Linked DNA regions of Mus musculus: regions 1, 2 and 3 are each linked to region 4. Evidence: chromatin contacts called from public HiChIP or PLAC-seq data. All regions are on one chromosome and are shown on one strand. The core of a region is the stretch at or near the end of the contact, and the rest is flanking DNA. Distances in the headings are between cores, read along the strand shown. Region 1 holds the start of Gpatch8 (G patch domain containing 8). Region 2 holds the start of Kif18b (kinesin family member 18B). Region 3 holds the start of 2410004I01Rik (RIKEN cDNA 2410004I01 gene). Region 4 holds the start of Adam11 (a disintegrin and metallopeptidase domain 11).

Evidence for each region. HiChIP or PLAC-seq counts read pairs in DNA pulled down with a chosen protein or histone mark.
Region 1: a contact with region 4 is called in an HNF4G HiChIP or PLAC-seq map of pancreatic cancer cells. The contact joins the promoter of Gpatch8 here to the promoter of Adam11 in region 4. A contact is called at or near these places in 1 of 39 promoter capture datasets (cranial neural crest) and 1 of 115 datasets of contacts at active chromatin or transcription factors (pancreatic cancer cells).
Region 2: an H3K4me3 HiChIP or PLAC-seq map of embryonic stem cells shows a contact between it and region 4, with 16 read pairs. The contact joins the promoter of Kif18b here to the promoter of Adam11 in region 4. A contact is called at or near these places in 3 of 39 promoter capture datasets (cranial neural crest, embryonic stem cells and macrophages), 5 of 484 Hi-C or Micro-C datasets (Sertoli cells, embryonic stem cells, muscle stem cells and 1 more), 9 of 115 datasets of contacts at active chromatin or transcription factors (the SCID.adh cell line, double positive thymocytes, embryonic stem cells and 2 more) and 4 of 9 other capture datasets (adipose tissue, embryonic stem cells, liver and 1 more).
Region 3: a contact with region 4 is called in an H3K27ac HiChIP or PLAC-seq map of embryonic stem cells, with 6 read pairs. The contact joins the promoter of 2410004I01Rik here to the promoter of Adam11 in region 4. A contact is called at or near these places in 2 of 39 promoter capture datasets (embryonic stem cells and stem cell-derived epiblast-like cells), 3 of 484 Hi-C or Micro-C datasets (the G1E-ER4 cell line and embryonic stem cells), 4 of 115 datasets of contacts at active chromatin or transcription factors (embryonic stem cells and stem cell-derived neural progenitor cells) and 2 of 9 other capture datasets (liver and pancreatic islet).

Annotation. Positions count from the first base shown.
Region 1 is chr11:102,554,885-102,557,584 of GRCm38.p6, reverse strand. It overlaps Gpatch8 (G patch domain containing 8), which reads left to right and starts at 1,427. Exons shown (of 8, transcript NM_001159492.1): 1 at 1,427-1,505. The coding sequence starts at 1,461.
Region 2 is chr11:102,923,694-102,926,393 of GRCm38.p6, reverse strand. It overlaps Kif18b (kinesin family member 18B), which reads left to right and starts at 1,270. Exons shown (of 16, transcript NM_197959.2): 1 at 1,270-1,411.
Region 3 is chr11:102,962,739-102,965,438 of GRCm38.p6, reverse strand. It overlaps 2410004I01Rik (RIKEN cDNA 2410004I01 gene), which reads left to right and starts at 1,285. Exons shown (of 3, transcript NR_037963.1): 1 at 1,285-1,418.
Region 4 is chr11:102,760,102-102,762,863 of GRCm38.p6, reverse strand. Adam11 (a disintegrin and metallopeptidase domain 11) reads right to left here and starts at 1,429. Exons shown (of 27, transcript NM_009613.3): 1 at 1,180-1,429; 2 at 532-716. The coding sequence starts at 1,243.

The DNA.
Region 1 (2,700 bases), core at 178-2,677, 210 kb after region 4:
CACCTTCCCTGGTGCCAGGTACAAATTCCAGAGGCTTGCTAGCTGACTAGGGAGAGCTCCAGGTTTAAGGAGAGACCTTGTCTTAAAATCAGGTAGAGGGGCTAGAGAGATGGCTCAGCTGTTAAGAGCTGATACACATACATACATACATACATACATACATACATACATACATACATTCATTCATTCATGTAGGCGAAGCAGTCTTACACTAGGTAAAATTAAACAGCCCCCCCTCACTCCCCCACCCTGTGAAAACATTAAAGAAAACAAGAGCTGGAAAGATGGCTAAGCAGTTAAAAGCACTTGTTCCACATGCAGAGCACCTGGGTTTGTTTCTAGCACTGACATACATGGTGATTCTTAACTGTAACTCTAGCTTCAGGGGATCCAATGACTCTGAACATGAATATATATGTGTGGAGGGGGGAGAGGAGTGGGAGGGGGAGGGAAAATAGTAAGAAAAAAACGTCAAGCTCTTGGTAGCCATGTGTTTAAGTTTCTCTCTTCTTCAAGGTTGTGATCCCTTTGTTATGCCTTGATTTATATGTAGCTTTAAGATAGGTCATTCTTTTCATTACAGTCCCCCCCCCCCACAGTGTCACTTAGATTTTGTTATTTGAAGCAATGTCTTATAGCCCAGGCTAGCTTTGAACTTCCTATGTAGCCAAGGATAAGCTTGACTTAATTTCCCCTCAGCCTCAAGCAGGAATAGACACTCGTTTATATTTACAACTATTAGGTTAATTTATTGGTTATCTGACTTCCTGCCTGGAATGGAAGCCCTTTGAGAGATTTTTTTGGTACCTCTTAAGTAACATTATTATGTATTAATTTTAAAAATACCCTCTTTGGACATCGGGGGGCGAGCCTCTACTACATAGAGAGCTACAGGAAACCCTGTCAACAAAATAACAAAAACAAAACAAAAAAACATTAAAAGTACTCTAGCTGTAAAGTCAGATCTCATGCTACTGTATAGCATTACACTGTATATTATTACAAATACGGGATGGGCTTGACCGTAAACAAGAGCATAAGAAAGAAAGACTTCTGAACACTGCTAAGGGAGCAAGTGAATACTTCCCAGGCCCCCAAATGCTCTGCCCTGCTGATCTTTCCCTCCGGAAGCGCTTACGCGCGCCGGCGCGAGTGCGCATGCGCGGCCCGCTGGGGTCGCTCGGGGCCGGGCGTGAAACCGAGCGATGTGAGAGGAAGGTTCCGCCTCCAGGCCTGCGCGCCTTCGGGATTCCCGTCGGAACGAATTCCTGTTCCCTCCTCTTCCCAACACCCCCCCAACAATCCCTCGCCAAGCACACATCCTCCACCCCCCTCCCCACGCCTGCTGCGCGCGCCCGGTGGGCGTGGGAGGGGGCGTGGAAACAGAGAGGGGGCGGGCGTAGCGGGAGGGGAGGAGCGAACCGGAGAGCGTCGTCCTGAGGAGGAGTGAGAGCGGCAAAATGGCGGACCGCTTCTCCCGCTTCAACGAGGACCGAGACTTTCAGGTAAACACGGGCGTCGCCGAGGACCACCCACGCCCCCGGAGGGCTCGCCGCGAGCCCGGGGCCGCCTCCCTCCCGGCCTCCTGGCTCTCCTTCCTTCTGCTCTCCGCTCCACCTTGCAAGCCGGCTCTCGCCCCTTCCTGCCTCTCATTTCTCCAGGGGCCTCCGGGGCTGAGATGAGGCCGCGTCCCCGGCTTCATCCCTATTCACGCCGCTTCTTCGGCTCGGCTTTCCTCCTATTTTGCTCCTGGCTTCCCGCTCCGCAGCCGGGCGCTTTGTGGGGGTTGCGCTTTGCTTGTCTCGGGGCCTGTGCAGGCGCAGGGCCGGCCCGGCCCCCGGGGGAGAGGGCTGGGGCGGGGAAGGCTTGGGCCAGCGGTTTTCAGGCCGGGGCTATGGAAGCCTTGGCTTTTGCTCGCCCCGATCATCCTGGGGATCGCCTCTCCGTTTTCCCATTGTGACAAACAAGCCCTTTATCGACTGTCTAACCTAGTCTTCCCCCTGGTAAAGGGCGCCCTTTCTTATCAAAGACGCCTTTTTTGTTGAGGCGAGCCATTGAGCTTTCTCTGGGCATAAATAACTGCTGTTGTTTACAGGCCGTTAATTGGGTTGGGGACAGTAAGGTATAGGTCTGTGGACTGGCGTAAACTTAACTTCGAGACCTACCAAGATTTGTAAAGAAGCATAATTATGGCCTTTCCAAGCGGGAGTAAATTCGTTCCTAAACCTTGATTTTTTTTTTTTTTCTTTCTTCGTTTGCAAATGTTGATCTGGGAAAGATGTCCGTGGGGTGGCAGGCATTAAAGAAAAAAACAACAAAAACAAAACAAAACAAAAAAACAAACAACAAAGGCCGAATTAGAATCATTAGGCTTTTAGATATTGAAATTGTTACTGCAGGCATAGTTGGGAGACAATAAGGGATTTAGTAGCCTTTGGTTATTTCTAGGTAAAATACATCCTCAGTTGCAAATCACTGCATTACTACCGCATCTCCTGGCAACAGCAATTTAGGTCAAGGGATGAGCCTCCGAACTCGAGTTTTTGTATTCCTTTCAGCTTCCTCAACGCACCTCTAGCTGTGTCAGAAGGCAATTTGAAGGGTTTGAATTCTTGGAGATGATTGGGTTGATAGACAAAGCAATTTCAACTGGTTTAAAATCAACACTGTTAAATAGTCTTAGGTGTAGAACGCTATGGG
Region 2 (2,700 bases), core at 21-2,520, 160 kb before region 4:
GTGATAAATATCTAAGTTTTTCCTATAGACTGGGAGCTCTGTATATCACATATCACTGTAACCTCTGAACCTGTCATAACAATCGTTGAATGAATCTGAGAACACCTAGTGCCATTTTATTGAACATCTACAAGGTGCGTTATTCACATTACGTTTTTTTTTTTTTTTTTAATTTTTACTTATGGGGATTTAGCTCAGTGGTAAAGAAAAGGCCTTGGGGGCTAGAGAGATGGCTCAGCGGTTAAGAGCACTGACTGCTCTTCCAGAGGTCCTGAGTTCAATTCCCAGCAACCACATAGTAGCTCACGACCATCTGTAATGCTCTCTTATGGTGTGTCTGAAGAGAGCAACAGTGTACTCATATACATTAAAAAATAAATAAATAAAATGAAAGACCAAGCAAACTTCACTCACTCAAAAGAAAAGGCCTTGGGTTTGGTTCTCAGCTTGGGGTGTGTGTGTGTGTGGGGACGTTTAGGGCGCAAAAAAACAAAACAAAACAAAAACAAAAACAAAAAAACCAGATTTACAGTAAGCGAGGAGGGAACTTCTTTACCAGGAAGCTATCATTAAACAACTGTTCCTTTTGGAGACGGAGAAGGCAAGAGTATTCAGTGTTCTTGTATCTTTGTACTAACCCTAACTTCATGTAATTTTGTTGTTTTTGTCCTCACTAAACTAAGTGTGGTGAATAAATAATTTGAGTCAAGTTATCCAGTATTAAATGACTCTACTAGCTTGTTCACAGTTGTGGTGAAAGAAACCCTACAGTAACCTTTACATGCCCCAGACTTGCTCACAACGCCACCATGAGGACAGTTTACTTGAGAGAGAGATCGAGTAAAGTTCTCATGTAGCTCAGGCTGGCCTGGAACGCTCTACCTGGAGGGTGGCTGGTTTCGAACTCAAATAGATCCGCCAGCCTTTGCCTTCTGCGTGATGGGATTAAAGGCACGAGCCACTCTGAATTGGAGGGTGCCTATTTAAGCCACAAAAGCAGGTTTTAAATTCTGTCGAATGTGTGGTCGCTGTAACCGCTGCTGAACTCAGCCCACAGACCACAGAGACGGGGCAGGCCCCCTGGTTACACTGCTAGAGACTCGATTCTGGTGGCAATTCCGCTCCGTCCGGTTTGATTTGGCCAAAGAAACCCAAGGCGCGCAAGAGAACTAGTGCGCAAGCGCACCCCCGGCTGTCTTTGTTACTTAGGAAACAGCCAATCAGCGAGCCGGGCGGTGACCAATGAGAAGCGCGGATGAGCGGACCGGCTAGTTTGAACGCGCCGCGCCGGAAGAAGGTTGGTTCGGTGGAATCGGGTGTGGGGGAGCTCTCTCCTGAATCCGAGGGCTCCTGTCCGAGGCGGAGGGACGCGTAAGCGACCCCCGACACCAGCACCGGGAACCGACGAGAGGTAGGCTTTGGTCGACGGTGGGGCGGCCCCGCGGGCTCGGTGCAGAGCTGTCGTTTGCGCGGGCTCGCTGCAGTTGTCTGGAACCCGAATCAGCACTTGTTTGGGCAGGTCAGGGACGAGTAGGAGGGCACTTCCTTTACACCGAGAATGCAGCCGATCGTGATCTCTGCGTCCCACGGTCCGGGGCCCATATTAAGTCCTCTCATGTATACCCGGTCCTTTGAAAGGTGCACCCGGCTCCGTAGCAGCTACCCCTCCTCGTGTGGGAGGTGGAATTGGGTCTTTCTACAGGTCAGAATTGGAGATCTGGGACGCCCGGCAGGAGAGAATGGGAGAACCACTCCGCTCCTCTTGTCAGAGCTGATTACGCGGCTGTGTGTGTACCGAGGGAGGCAGCTTGGTTACTGGGACACTCCTAAACACTGGCGAGCATGAAAGAAAACCAGGCCTCTATTAGTACCAGGATGATCGAGTCTTTTAGCCTTGGACATTTGAGCTACTGTGACAAGTACAAGGTAGAGCCTGTTTTGTGCCAAAGAACTTAAAATACTGGTTTGTGTTGGTTTTGGTGGTTCAGTGCATCATAGGGAAATGATGTATCATATAACTTTACCAGCGGTGTCTAATATTTGTTGGGCACTTAAAAACCGAATGCCATTCAAGCTTAACACAAACCTGGTGAGACAGATAATTAAAAAATATTACAATTTGCATGTTGAGAAACGGAGGCACAGAGTGTAGTTAAGCTTGACTTGGGAGGACATATATAATTTTACTTTTGTGGATGAGCTTTTTGTTGTTAACAGCGCTTCCTTCAATGTCCCTATCCTATTTCTTCCATGCCTATTTCATTATGGAACCATGCCCTCTGCCAGTCAGGATTTTAAGGCATCTCATTCTCCATTACTTTGTTTTTATCTAATTTCGCTCCATTTGTACCTTTTTTTCTCTCATGGTCTAGAGATCAAACCTAGCCCTAATACCTTTTTTTTAAAAAAAAGTATAGAAGCATCATATTATTAGAGACATTTGCAAAGCTTTTCTCTTATCTAGTGACACAGCAACTGAAATTATCATAATATTGTATAAACTATATTCTCTCTCCACAAACAGTTAAGTTATAAATACAAACTAGGCATAGTAAAATAATCCCAGCCCCTGAGAGAGAGGCAGAGGAGAAGAGTCTCTGAGTTTAAGGCCAGTTGTATTGAGACTCTTTCAAAACACCACACACACACACACACACACACACACACACACACAAATACAAATGAAAAATTGAATTCACA
Region 3 (2,700 bases), core at 36-2,535, 200 kb before region 4:
TATCGGCTTTCTGCTTGCCCCCATCCACCCCCATCTATGTCTCCTGCCTCTGATCTTTTGTTCAGGTGGGCCAGTCACAGTCACGGGAGGGCAGGTATCAAGTGTGAGATCTTTAGAAGGCCTGGGTGGTAGCCCTAACACCTGACCTGGGCTCAGCCAAGCACGGGCTGGCTGCTCACTGTGACCCTTCATCCTCCATATCACTCGGGGTGCTGGGGGAGGGGGGGATGGCAGTAGGGGACAGGGAGAGGGAAGAGAGACCTGACTCACACTTAGCCCACATCCTCGGCGAGACAGTAAGGAATATTTTTAGGAGCTCATTAAACAGGGAAGAAAGAAAGGAAAGGGAAGGAAGGAAGAGGAGGACTATGCATTATTTTTCATCCGAGTGACAGCTCAGAGCGCTTCCACTGGAACTGTCACGCAAAAGAAATGGCATGTCTAATATTATTATGGAACGGGAGTGCGCCAGCCCGCGTGGAGATGCGCGGCGTGTGGGAGGGTGCTTGCGCCACCAGTGAGCCACACTGTGTGGTGGTGAGACCAAGGTGAGCCTGGGTATGTGACACCAGGCTAGTGGGGGGGGGGGAGTGGAGGGGGAGGAGTGGGGGGATAAGGATAACTTCATGTAGGCATTGGATGCCTGGGATTTTAATGTAGGAACAACTCTGTGAAACTATGTGTAATGGGGCGTGCAGTCTGTGTACAACTGTGTAATTGGGTGTGTGTAACTCGAGTACGTGAGGTATCTCTGGAATGCTTGTACCTCTGGAACTGGGGGTTGGGGGCAGACTCGCAGGTGAGGGAGCAGCCAGAAGCAGAATCGGTTCCTAGGTGACCCCCAGAAGAGAGTAGAGAAATGGAGAGGATGAAAGGGGGGCCTCACCCACCTATCCGTGTCTTTGAAGGAATAAGAGCTATGGTTGGAAGGTTGTGGGGCAAATACTGACCCCCTGTTGTGAGTTCAAAGTTCTTGGATGGAGCTCCAAGTACTTAGAAGTACTTCCCAAAGATGATCTCACTGGATTTCCAGAGCGCTCTAGAAAGGCAGGCCGTTATTTTCATGGTCTGGGTAAAGTGGGCCGGAGGTATATGACACGCTGTCTGACAAGTACTTCCCTGACATCATGGAATCCGGGTATCAAAACTAAGATGTGACTTCTTGAAACGTCTAGAGCTGAGAACAAGAAGGTGGCCGAGGAGACTGGGCATTAGGAAGGCTTCTCGGGACTTGTTTGGAGTTCTGTGAGGATCTGCCAAGATGGTGAGAACCCAGAGCACTCTGGGAAAGAAGGAAGCCAGAGAGATACAGGGAGGGAGACAGAGCCATGCAGCAGGGCCGAGAGGAGGAGATTCGCTACTGTCAGCGGCTGAGCTGTGGCGCGGGCCTTGCCGACTCGGTAACTAAAGCCAACCTCGTAAGTGGCTAATTGATTTCTGTTCCCTGATTAAATGTGCAGCGCTTTACACGGCAGCAGAAGGAGGTCAGCACTCCCCCCACTTCTCCAGCGCGCCTCGTGCGAAGAGACAAAGAAATTGATTTTCCAATCGATGCTCTGAGCAATGATTAAATGTTCTCTGCACAGCGGGCCTAATGAGTCCCAGAGGGGCGTGCCGGCCCTTTAATTAGAGACTCCTAGGGGGCCTGGGATAGGGGCTGCTCTAGAGTGAGGGGACCCTGCCAGAGAGGACTCCTCATCTCCAGGGATTTGGTGGGCTTGGCCTCTGGGGCAGCATCCTGGTCTGAGAAAAGGGTCCCTGGATAGGGACCCTGTGGAGGCGTCACTGGGAAGTCTCCATCGAGGGACCCTCCAACAGGGAGATCCAATGGAGGGGCTGAAGGGCTGAGAGTCCCTGAGCTGAGCCTTCCAGGAAAGACCTGGGCTAGGAGACTTGGAGATTGCACCACACCTCCCCTTAGCCCCAGCAGAATACAGAGACCCATCCGCGTGGGCGTGATCCAGGGCCTCCACCCGGTGGGCTGGGTGCTCAGGCCCGGGCCAAGACCTCCAAGTAGACAACAGTTCTCCCTCCGGTCAGTCTAACTCCTTCAGCAGCAGAGACCCAGACAGGAAATGAATCCCCCTCTAAGCGGCTGCTGCGTTTTCATTACCCAGCTGCCCCATTGGAGGAACCGACTAAAGACTTTAGAAATTCAAATGAGGCTCTCCGGGGAGACCCGGGCTTAAACATTCCCCTGCGCAGGCGGCTTTATTGAAGGAATAAACTATATTTGCAAAGTAAGATATTGGGGCTGTCAGTTTCTCTTAGGGATATAATGAGATCCTGGGAGGGAGGGAGGCAGCAAGATGGAGCTCCCGAGGGCGGGAGCCCCAGGCTGGAGCTCGGAGGTGAGCTGGCTCCCAAAGGCCAGCCTTGCTTCTACTGTGGAACCCAGACTTCCTCCCCAGATCCACTATTCCACCTCCCTCTCAGTGCTGAGAGTTAGAGGCTTGGTGCCTAGGGAGAAAAAATAACATTGCTCTGGCCTGGAAATCCCAAGACAGTAGAGGCCTCTCCAGTCTCCAGGCAGCTCTGCGACTTACCTGTCTGCTCTCCTACTACGGATTCTCTACAGGGAAAACAGAAGTGGGCATGTGGGCTGGGGCTAGTTGTATAACCAATTTTTTTAAGGTTTATTCACATTTACTATATGTAAGTACACTGTAGCTATCTTCAGACACCCCAGAAGAGGGAGTC
Region 4 (2,762 bases), core at 180-2,679:
CAATTTGAAGATGAATCCTGGGCCTCAGGTCATTCTGCAAGGCCCCAACTTCAGCTAGGGCAAGAAGGATAAGCCTGTGTGTGCACAGCGGGGAAACTGAGGCAGGAGTAAACATCACGCTGTTCCAAGAAAAGTCCACTGAGGGGTGCCTTTGGTGGGTCATCAGAGCATGAATCCCTGACTGCAGGGTGCTATCCTGTCCCTCAAGACCTGTTTTAGGCAGAACCACTGTTTCTGGTGGGCAGTGGGAGGTGGTTGAAGGATGACCCAAGCAAACTGAAACCGGAGCATGCCAGTGTCTACTGGTGTGCACGGCAGGGGAGGGGCCCGGAGCTGGATAGTCCCGGAGCTGGAGAGTCCCGGTGTTCTTACTGTTGGGCACCAGCCCCACCTGATGGCCCATTACACAGAAAGGGAAGCTGCGGTAAGGTGCGACCTCAGCGGGTGGCACCTAACCCTGCCTACTTGGCGGACTGTTGTGGGCTGTGAGGCCTGCTCCAGTCCCCTGGCCTCACCCCCAGCCTCACTCACCGTCCCCCTGGGCGGATCCTGGCGGACCCTGGTGTCCAACTGTGGCTTTCGGACCTCTCCCCCGGAGCTCTGCCTTACCAGCCGGCTGGGCTCTGTGACCTCAGAGCCCTCTGGACTCTCTGGGCTCCCCACATGGGCTGAGCTCCTCCAGTGCAGAGCTCCTCTGGGACCCAGGGCCCCAAGACCTGAGGAGACAAGGCCATAGCTGCAGGCAGATGCCCTCCCTGGGGCAGGAGACTTGGGAGGGGGGCAGGCTCCAGCTCCCACTCGATCGCGGCCCTTGGAGCCCAGTGGGCATATGGGTGGGAGGATCTGGCTGCCTTGCTGAGGGAAGAACCCCACGGGGTGGGGGCTGAGAGCTTCCTTCTGCCCAACAGTCACGACTGCCCCCCCCCCCCAAGCCCGCAGAGACCTGCAGAGTCCGCCGGCCAGCTGCAGGGGATGGCCGCGGTAGGGCTGGCCGGATCCGGACAGGTGGGTGGAAGCACCTTCCCTTCTCTCCCACTCCCCTACCCTCCCGAGCTCGGGACCGGCTGTCACCCGGAGCTCTGCAGGAAAATGTGGCTGCAGCAGAAACCGCTGCAAACGCCTGGGGCGCGGACCGGCCAGGGGCGCGGGGGCAGGGGCCAGGCGGCTGGGGTCACTCACCGGGCGGGGGGAGAAGCGGTAACAGCAGCAGAGCCGCGATCGCCCAGCGCCGCAGCCGCCTCATGGTTCGCTCATAATCCTCCGGGTCCGGGGGCTGCGGCTGCGAGCGGCGCGGGGAGGGAGGGAGGGAGCGAGAAAGGGAGGGAGGAGGGCGGGGGCGGGCGACGCCGGCGGCGAGCGGGGCGGGCGCGCGGGCCGGGCGGGGGTCGCGAGAGAGCGGCGCCGGGCTCAGTGCGCTCTGGCCGCGGCCATCCCGGCGGGGCGGCGGGGCCGGGTTAAGAGGCGAGCGGCAAAGCACGTGAGCTTTGGGCCCGCCCCCCACCCCCTAGCCGGGGCCCAGGCCACCACTGCGGTAGGACAAAAGGGGCACCGGCTGAAGACCCCCTCTTCAGGGCACTCCCTTGGCAGGTGCACCCATCCTGCGACCCCTCCGCAGCCACCCCTTTGCATAAGGAGTTGCAACCACTAGATTGGCAGGTGGAGGGTGGCAGGTGAAGAGGGTCCCTGAGGTCTGACTCTGATGTCCCATCTGGGAAATTGGATGTGGGGCGTGGCTGATGGCCCAAGCTCACCTCCAGGACTTACTACTCTTGAATGGAGTACCCCCAGCCCTGAGGCCTCTGCTGGTGGAAGGTTGGGCACTTGGGAACGCAGGGCACGGTGTCAGGGAGGGCAGAGGTCCTGTTGAACACCATTACACACACACACACACACACACACACACACACACACACACACACACTCACTCACTCCTCAGTGCTCCCTCCAGGATCCCTAGATCATCCAAGGCAGAGGTCACTGCAGCAGTCCTACACCGGGAATCTAAACCCTGTTTCCTAGGCTGCTTTCTCTTAACAAAGAGGTTCCTGACTCCCTTTCAGGGCTCCTGAGCTCGTGGGGCACCTCAGTCCTTCTCCCTAAACCAAACACAAACTACCTGGGTCGTTTATATAAGGCCAACATGCTCCATTTCTCTCCCATGTCCCAATCTTAAGGGGTAGAAGTTCCGTAGAGCCCTCCAGATTGGTCTATAGTCAGAAATACACGTGACCACAAGCTTAGCTGTCCCAGTTGACCCTTCAACCCAGTTCCTGGGCTTCTTGGGCATGATAAACCCAGTGAGAGGGCCTGGGATTTTGGCCTCTCAGTGAGGTCTTAATACCCCAATACCTAACTGAGATGTCTCTGGACTGGACATGTGGGGCATGACACCGGTCCATGACACCGGGCCATGTCTCTGGTTAGTGACGCTCCTCTGGGGACTGAGTATGTATGGTCATGTGACAACAGCTAGGCCCCATCCTGATCTCCCAGACCACAGTGGGTTTTTTTATACCAATACTTTGGAACCACAGGTCACTGAGTGGATGCAGGGAACCCCTTCCTGGGTCCCCTGCTCCCTCAGGGCCTCTGCTGGGGACTGGGGAGCTGCCTCTAGCTTGTGACAGCACCCCCATCCCCCAGCTCTATTTTAGGCCCCGGGAGAGGTGAGAAGGCGATTTCCCGGGAGGCGCTGACATCAATGTTGGGAATGAGGTGACTTCCCCCCCATCCCCAACCACCTGCCACTCCAGCCAGCCCCA